2 separate regions of the Mus musculus genome follow, and region 2 is linked to region 1. Evidence: chromatin contacts called from public ChIA-PET data. All regions are on one chromosome and are shown on one strand. Each heading gives the region's core, a stretch centred on a gene start, on an enhancer-like site or on the middle of the called end of the contact. The rest is flanking DNA. Distances are from core to core; before and after follow the strand shown. Region 1 holds the start of Slc45a3 (solute carrier family 45, member 3). Region 2 overlaps Mfsd4a (major facilitator superfamily domain containing 4A).

Region 1 (2,996 bases), core at 104-2,603:
CCCAGAAGATGGGAAGGACTTGCCCCCACGGTGCACAAGGGTTAACACTGGGTTAACACTGCAATCCAGGCCGGGGCGTTGGTGGGACACGCCTTTAATCCCAGCACTGGGGAGGCAGAGGCAGGCGGATTTCTGAGTTCGAGGCCAGCCTGGTCTACGAGTGAGTTCCAGGACAGCCAGGGCTATACAGAGAAACCCTGTCTCGAAAAAACCAAAACAAAAAAACAAAAACAAACAAACAAAACACTGCAATCCAGCACCATAGTGGCCAGTTCCCATCTAAGGCCATCCAGGTCCTCCATGTCAAAAGCATTTCCTGGGATTCTGTAGTGCAGATGGTCCCAGGACCCTATGGATACCCGATCCACCCCAGGGTCTCAAGACAGCATGCTGTAGTATTTGTACATAAACTTGCACATATCTTCTTGTGGACTTCTTCTCACTGAGACATCACACACATTTGATACGATGTAAATGCTCATATATGTAAGCTCTGGCTATATGTATCTTGCTCAGAGAATAAGAACAAAGGGGAAAATGTCTGTTTATATTCATACCGAGATGATGAAAACAACCCTTAGCCCAATATATAATATTCATCAACAACACATTTCCCTCTGATATTTTTATGATTACTTAGTCTCGTGCACCAAAAATATCTGCAGAAATGTCTAGCCTGTGGTATTGAGGTCAACAAGTCGCCTAAGTGAATGTCTCTCCACCTTAGACAATTCCATGGATGAAAGAGACACAATAAAGTCCCCACCCCCACCCCGGGATCAGCCTACGATTGCAACGCTCCCACCTGCACCCGCTTCCTGCCAGTCCAGGCATTTTGGAAACTTTGACTGGGAACATTTTGGTGGCAATTTATCACCTCTCCTTCCTTATACGCAACCACAAGTAAAAGAAGAAAAAAGAAGTGGGAGTTTTGTCTTTGAGTTGCAGAAAGAGGCACTGAGTTAGCTTTCTGAGAGCAAGGAAAAGTAGCTCTCAGAATGTGGCCGATCCTTTGAAGGCGTGGTCCAGTGCGGGTGGGTCGCAGTTGTGCCTGGACAGCAGGATGTCCAGAATGGCACGCGCGGGCAATGGTCGAGGAGCAGAGGGGAGGTACCCCGTGGAGCTGGGTAGTTTTTACCTAAATGTTTTGGTGGCAAGCGGCAGAGGGGGCGGTGCACGGCCCTAGGTAATGACAGGGCAGTCTAGGAGCCACGCGGGGGCTGCCCGTCCGGTCGCGACCAGAAAGGAGACTGCTTTTCCACCTCCCGCTTTCTTCCCTTGGGGACCGGCCCCACCCCTCCATCCCCTCCCAGCACCCCCCCACCTCCGACCCGCCTTGCCCCGCCCCCCTCCTGGCAGCCCCAGCGCGCATGCTCTCTCCCCCCACTGAGTAACCTGGAGATTTAAAAGGCGCCCGCTGGCGCGCGTTGGTGAAGCAGGGGTCCGAGCTCGCACGCGCCAGCCCCAGGTGACAGCCGCACGCCGGGCCAGGTAGGGGAGGGGCTGGTCCCGGCGGGAAAGGTGCGCGCGGGTGGCCGTGCTCGGCGGTGGCTTTCAGCACCCCGCGGGATGGGGCCGCTCCGTGGCGTCCCGGCCCTGCGCGAGCGGAGGCTCGCGGGGAGGGCGCGGCCCCTGGTGACCGGGTGCCTAGGGCGGGCGCCCGCTCGCGTCCGCGCTGAGTGCGCTTCCTCCCGGAGCGCTGTGCTGTGGTGCCCGCTGTCCCGGGCCGCGCGCGGAGGGCGGGATCGGAGCCGCGGAGTCCCGGGCCAGGCCGACGGAAGGCCGGCCGCCCCTGCTGCAGCCTCCCGCCGCAGAGTTTTCTTTGGAAAGTTGCGTTTATTTCTTCCCTTGTCTGGGCTGCGCCCGAAAGGGGCAGATGAGTCACCGCGGCGCGCACGGTCCACACTTAGGGAAGCCCTGGGAGGTCCTTCAACCGGGAGCCTTGGTCGGAGACAGAAGGGGACCCAGCTCTCTTGACCCTAGAATTGGAGCAAGGCTTTGGTGGAGTTGAGGCTGGGATAATGAGTGTAAGTGTACGTGTGCGATCCTGCGCCTTCCTTCTCTGCCTCCGTTACCCACCTGCGGAGAGTAAAAGCAGCTCCGGCTGTGGCTGCTGTGTCCCGAGGCTCAGGTGGGGATGGGGAGTACTCTACAGAGCGAGAAAGCGCTCGGCGGGCGGCAGCACGCCCGGTGGAGAAACTCCAGGAGCTTTGCAGGCTCAGCTCTTCCTTAGTCTCCGCTTCCTGACAGGGAACCCTGTGACTGCTCTGTCCCTTGCCCTCCGACTCAGCCCCCTCCTTCATGACACACACTTGACTCGTCCAAGGCCACGGAGAACTCGGTGCTTCCTCTTTCCCTAGGAGTATGAATTGTAGGTAGGAAGAGTTTGGCCCGGTGGGTATCTGGTGAGAACTTGATGCTCAGCTGTGACAGACCCAATCCTAGCTGGCTAGGTTGAATTTTGAATAGCCCAGCTAGGGCTTTGCAGACGGGCACGGAGTAGATGCAGCTTAGAATGACTGGCTGGGCTTCTGGAAGCTTTTCTCAGGAGGGTGAAACTGTTAAGGTTTCTAGCCTCTGTTTCCTACGCGTGAAGCACAATCCCTTTCCCAGAGTGTGAAGCCTCGGTGTGGGCCCACGTGCCTAAGGCATGGGGAACAGGTTGACATATGGAGCTGGGAAGAGAAGGGCCCAGGAGCTAGATGCTGGACAGAAAGCTGAGGAACCACACAGAACACTGTGTCCCAGGGAGTAAGTGGGACAGGATCTGAACCCTCTGGCCTTTCTGTTGGACCCAGTTCATCCTCTCATTCCTCCCTTATCTCCCGCCTGCCCCAGCTCCAGGGCTGGCCTGGAAGCAAGACTGTACTAAAACCAAAAGTGCCCAGAAAAGTTTGACTCACTGGCTGAGTCTAAAGATAATAGTACAGCTGTGGACATGCAGGCCCCAGTTAGGGTCTTTGCCAAGAGAAGCTTTCCTTATGCACTTTTGGAGT
Region 2 (3,328 bases), core at 614-3,113, 84 kb after region 1:
ATACTCTTTGTCCCTTTCTGGGAGTGTATTGGAGAGGACATATCCTAGGTACAGAAGCTGTGAGATGGGTCATATAGCAGGGACAGGCCTAGTCAGTGGAGAACAAAGAAGAGGACACCCTTTTCCATGGAGATCAGAGATACTTCCTGGAAGGGCATGGGGTGGGGGTGGGGGTGGGGGTGGTGGAGTAGTTGGAGGCAGTCCAGAACAAGTGTGGCTCTGGCCCAAAGCATGGTGGCTCAGAGTAACTTCTGTGTCATCAAGGAACTCCGAGGAGTTGTGTGGCTAGACTGCAGCTCTGAGAGGCTCTAGAGAAAAGGAGCTCCCTACTGGTGCAGAAGCCAGCTGGGCTTCAGAGGACCCTCTGCAGCAGCTTGGAGAGTGACCTTGTGACGTCCTCACACCTAGATCCCATCAGAACAGGCCACCTCTCCACTCAGAGGAGCCTGGGCCCAGGGTGTGGTATGGAACCACAGGGGGTCATAAATGCTCAGTGGGTCAGACAAGACTGAAGGGAAACAAGTCCAGACCTATGAAAGCACAGGAAGGGACTGGATATTGGACAGTCCAGCACTGTTAAATATGCCAAGCAAGTAAATGATGAGAAAGGAAGGTTGACTGTAGCCCCAGACCATGGGGAGTGACAGGAAGATGGAGCTGAGTGATCATCCAGCAGACTTGCCATACTAGCACATCAGCTCTTCTCTCAAGACTGACATGGGGGGTGGGGGGGGGGGGAAGGCTGGAGAGATGGTTCAGCGGTTAAGAGCACCGAAGGCTCTTCCAGAGGTCTTGAGTCCAACTCCCAGCAACCACATGGTGGCTCACAACCATCTGCAATAGGATCCGATGCCCTCTATTGGTGTGTCTGAAAACAGCTACAGTGCACTTACATACATAAAATAAATAAATCTTAAAAAACAAAACAAAACAAACAACCCTGACATGAGAACCCTGTTTCTCACTTAGTTGACTCCTGAAAATCTGAGTGCCTCCGGGATGAGCTGAGGGAAGGGACCATGTCTCCTGTGTCCCCTGGGCATGTCATGTTCTCAGTAGCACACAGATGTGTTCTCAGGATGGGTGCTGACACTGGCTGATGCTTTTTCTGCCCTCACTTCCGTCATGGCCAGGGCTGCTCCAGAATCATAGGCTAAACGAATTTTCCCTGGTTTGAGATGCAGCTCAGCTGTGTGTTGAACCCACTCAGGGGATCCAGGAGCCAGAAACTTGAAGACGCTTGGTACTTTGACTTATTGACCACACGAATTGTTTTTCTTCTAAGTTACAGACCAGATACCATGACAGCCAACATTAGTTAGTTGTAGATCCATAAACAGTACCGCAACATCATGAAGAAAGAAGGAAATGGATAAGGAAGCCACAAGGCTTCCCAGAGGCCTGCGAGGACACATGTAGGACACATAGCCATGGACAGGGCATCCATGACCAAACATGGCTGTCCCCAACCATGCCAGGAGGTGTTTTGATTTTCCTGGTAAAGAGAAAGCCCAGACCTGGAACACTCCAGCAAGCTGGGGGCAGGAGAGGAAGTGTCTACCCGCGGCAGGAAGCATGCTCTTGTGTTTCCTCTGACACTTACCTTTATACTGGAGGATGTCCTCGGTGTAGGCCAGCATACTGGGGAAGGTGCTACTGAGAAACAGCCCCAGGCTTGCGGTCCCCACAAACAGGAAGATGACATTGTAGGAGAAGATAAGCAGCATCAGGAAGGTCACCACCACTCCCACCTGTCACGGCAGAGGCAGAGGCAATTAGAGAGGGCACAAGGCTCCGGGCATCTCAGAGAAAGGGACGCTCACTCGGGCAGGGGCATCCTTGCTGGCCCGGGAGAACGGTGTGGTCCATGCGCCACCGTGTGGTCTCACTGATACCTGCACGGTTCCTAGTTTGGGATCTAGGAGGTCTAGGGAGTTGAGCCTCCCAGCACCTATCTATGTGCAGCTGCACCCTCCCACCCCAACACCCAGTAAACCCTGGGGGAATGACCGAGGGTCCCCAACGACTTCTCTGAATCCAGGTCATCAACATTCCCTCTCCCGATGATGGAGATGGGCAGTCTAACACCCCACTCTTCGGTTCTCTTCCTCTGACACCCAAGTTCTAGTGTCCAGAGTGAGAAAGCCATGAGCCAGCAGGATGGGTGGTGGACCTTGGTTTCCTACTCCCTGGGAATTCAACACAAGCACCCAGGAGGATCAGTGGCTATGGCAACCAGCTTGGGGCTCCTTAGATTTGACTTAAATCCCACTGGAAAAACCCTAGGAGAAGGTTGTGGTCCATGCGCTGGAGCTAACAAATCACCAGCTCAGATCGCCTGCTCAGATCTCTGTGGCCTAGCAAGGTCCCTACCTCACAGGCAGAATTTTGCTTAAACAACCCAGTTTTTAAGCTCTTTTTAAAAAATGTTTTTTTAATGTAAGCATTGAATGATTTTCACATAAACCACAGCTGGGAAGAAACCAGAGCTGTACAAGGCTTAGAGTCTGCAGCTCCTACTGCAGGTCTTAACTGCATGCCTCCCAGCCATGGAGCCCTGAAGTCGATGTCTCCATGAACTCTACATTCTTATCTTTACACCAGTAGTTACTGTGAGGTCTCAAACCAGGCACAAATCTCTGAGGTGCTTATTTCACATATCAAATTGAACTGACCACCAGGTTCTCCCAGCATCCCTCAGTCCCTGCCTGTCATAGAGTAAAATGGCTGGCATACCCTACTCTCTACCCTAAACTTCTCCAGCTCAGGGGCTGGGGTGGCCTCCCCAGCTGCTCTTCCTATATAATCCATACATTTTAGTTACATGGTCTCTTTTTGGTCTACCCTTTACTCTCCTGCCCTCTTGGTCTGGCTCTCCTCTCTTCTCTCCCCCAACCCCTCACATGGCTCAGGGTCATGTTCATTCTGGACTCTCACAGATGTCCCTGCCTCTGGCTATGTTCTCCCTTTTATCTACAATAAACCTTTCCTCTACCATACCTAGGAATAGTGCCTGCCCACCTTCCTTTCCCTTTTCCTTTTCCTTTCCCTTTCCCTTTCTCTTTCCCTTTTCCTTCCTTCCTTCCTTCCTTCCTTCCTTCCTTCCTTCCTTCCTCCCTCCCTCCCTCCCTTTCTCCCTCCCTCCCTCCCATCCCTCCCTTCCTTCCTTCCTTCCTTCCTTCCTTCCTTCCTTCCTTCCTTCCTTCCTTCCTTCCTTTTTCATTCAGTTAGCAAGAGGATGTCAAGGCTGATGGTGAAATGATACAAGAGACTTCAAAACTATTGCATTTCCAACAAATGGTATATTACTCTAGCATTCTCCAAAGGC

What was found. ChIA-PET counts read pairs in DNA pulled down with a chosen protein or histone mark.
Region 2: a contact with region 1 is called in an RNA polymerase II ChIA-PET map of memory CD8 T cells, with 19 read pairs. The contact joins the enhancer-like site here to the promoter of Slc45a3 in region 1. A contact is called at or near these places in 6 of 39 promoter capture datasets (the 3T3-L1 cell line, the HPC-7 cell line, the SN4741 cell line and 3 more), 1 of 484 Hi-C or Micro-C datasets (bone marrow-derived macrophages), 7 of 115 datasets of contacts at active chromatin or transcription factors (craniofacial prominence, double positive thymocytes, embryonic basal ganglia and 3 more) and 3 of 9 other capture datasets (adipose tissue, liver and pancreatic islet).

The regions. Positions count from the first base shown.
Region 1 is chr1:131,961,562-131,964,557 of GRCm38.p6, forward strand. Slc45a3 (solute carrier family 45, member 3) reads left to right here and starts at 1,354. Exons shown (of 5, transcript NM_001177628.2): 1 at 1,354-1,491.
Region 2 is chr1:132,044,703-132,048,030 of GRCm38.p6, forward strand. Mfsd4a (major facilitator superfamily domain containing 4A) reads right to left here. Exons shown (of 10, transcript NM_001114662.1): 7 at 1,604-1,751. Among named protein-coding and RNA genes, the nearest start is that of Mfsd4a, 22 kb to the right of the region's middle. Within about 2 kb of position 1,864, at least 27 of the 459 cell types and tissues checked have an H3K27ac peak or open chromatin away from gene starts, as enhancers often do. A contact at or near this core is called in memory CD8 T cells, where this site is marked.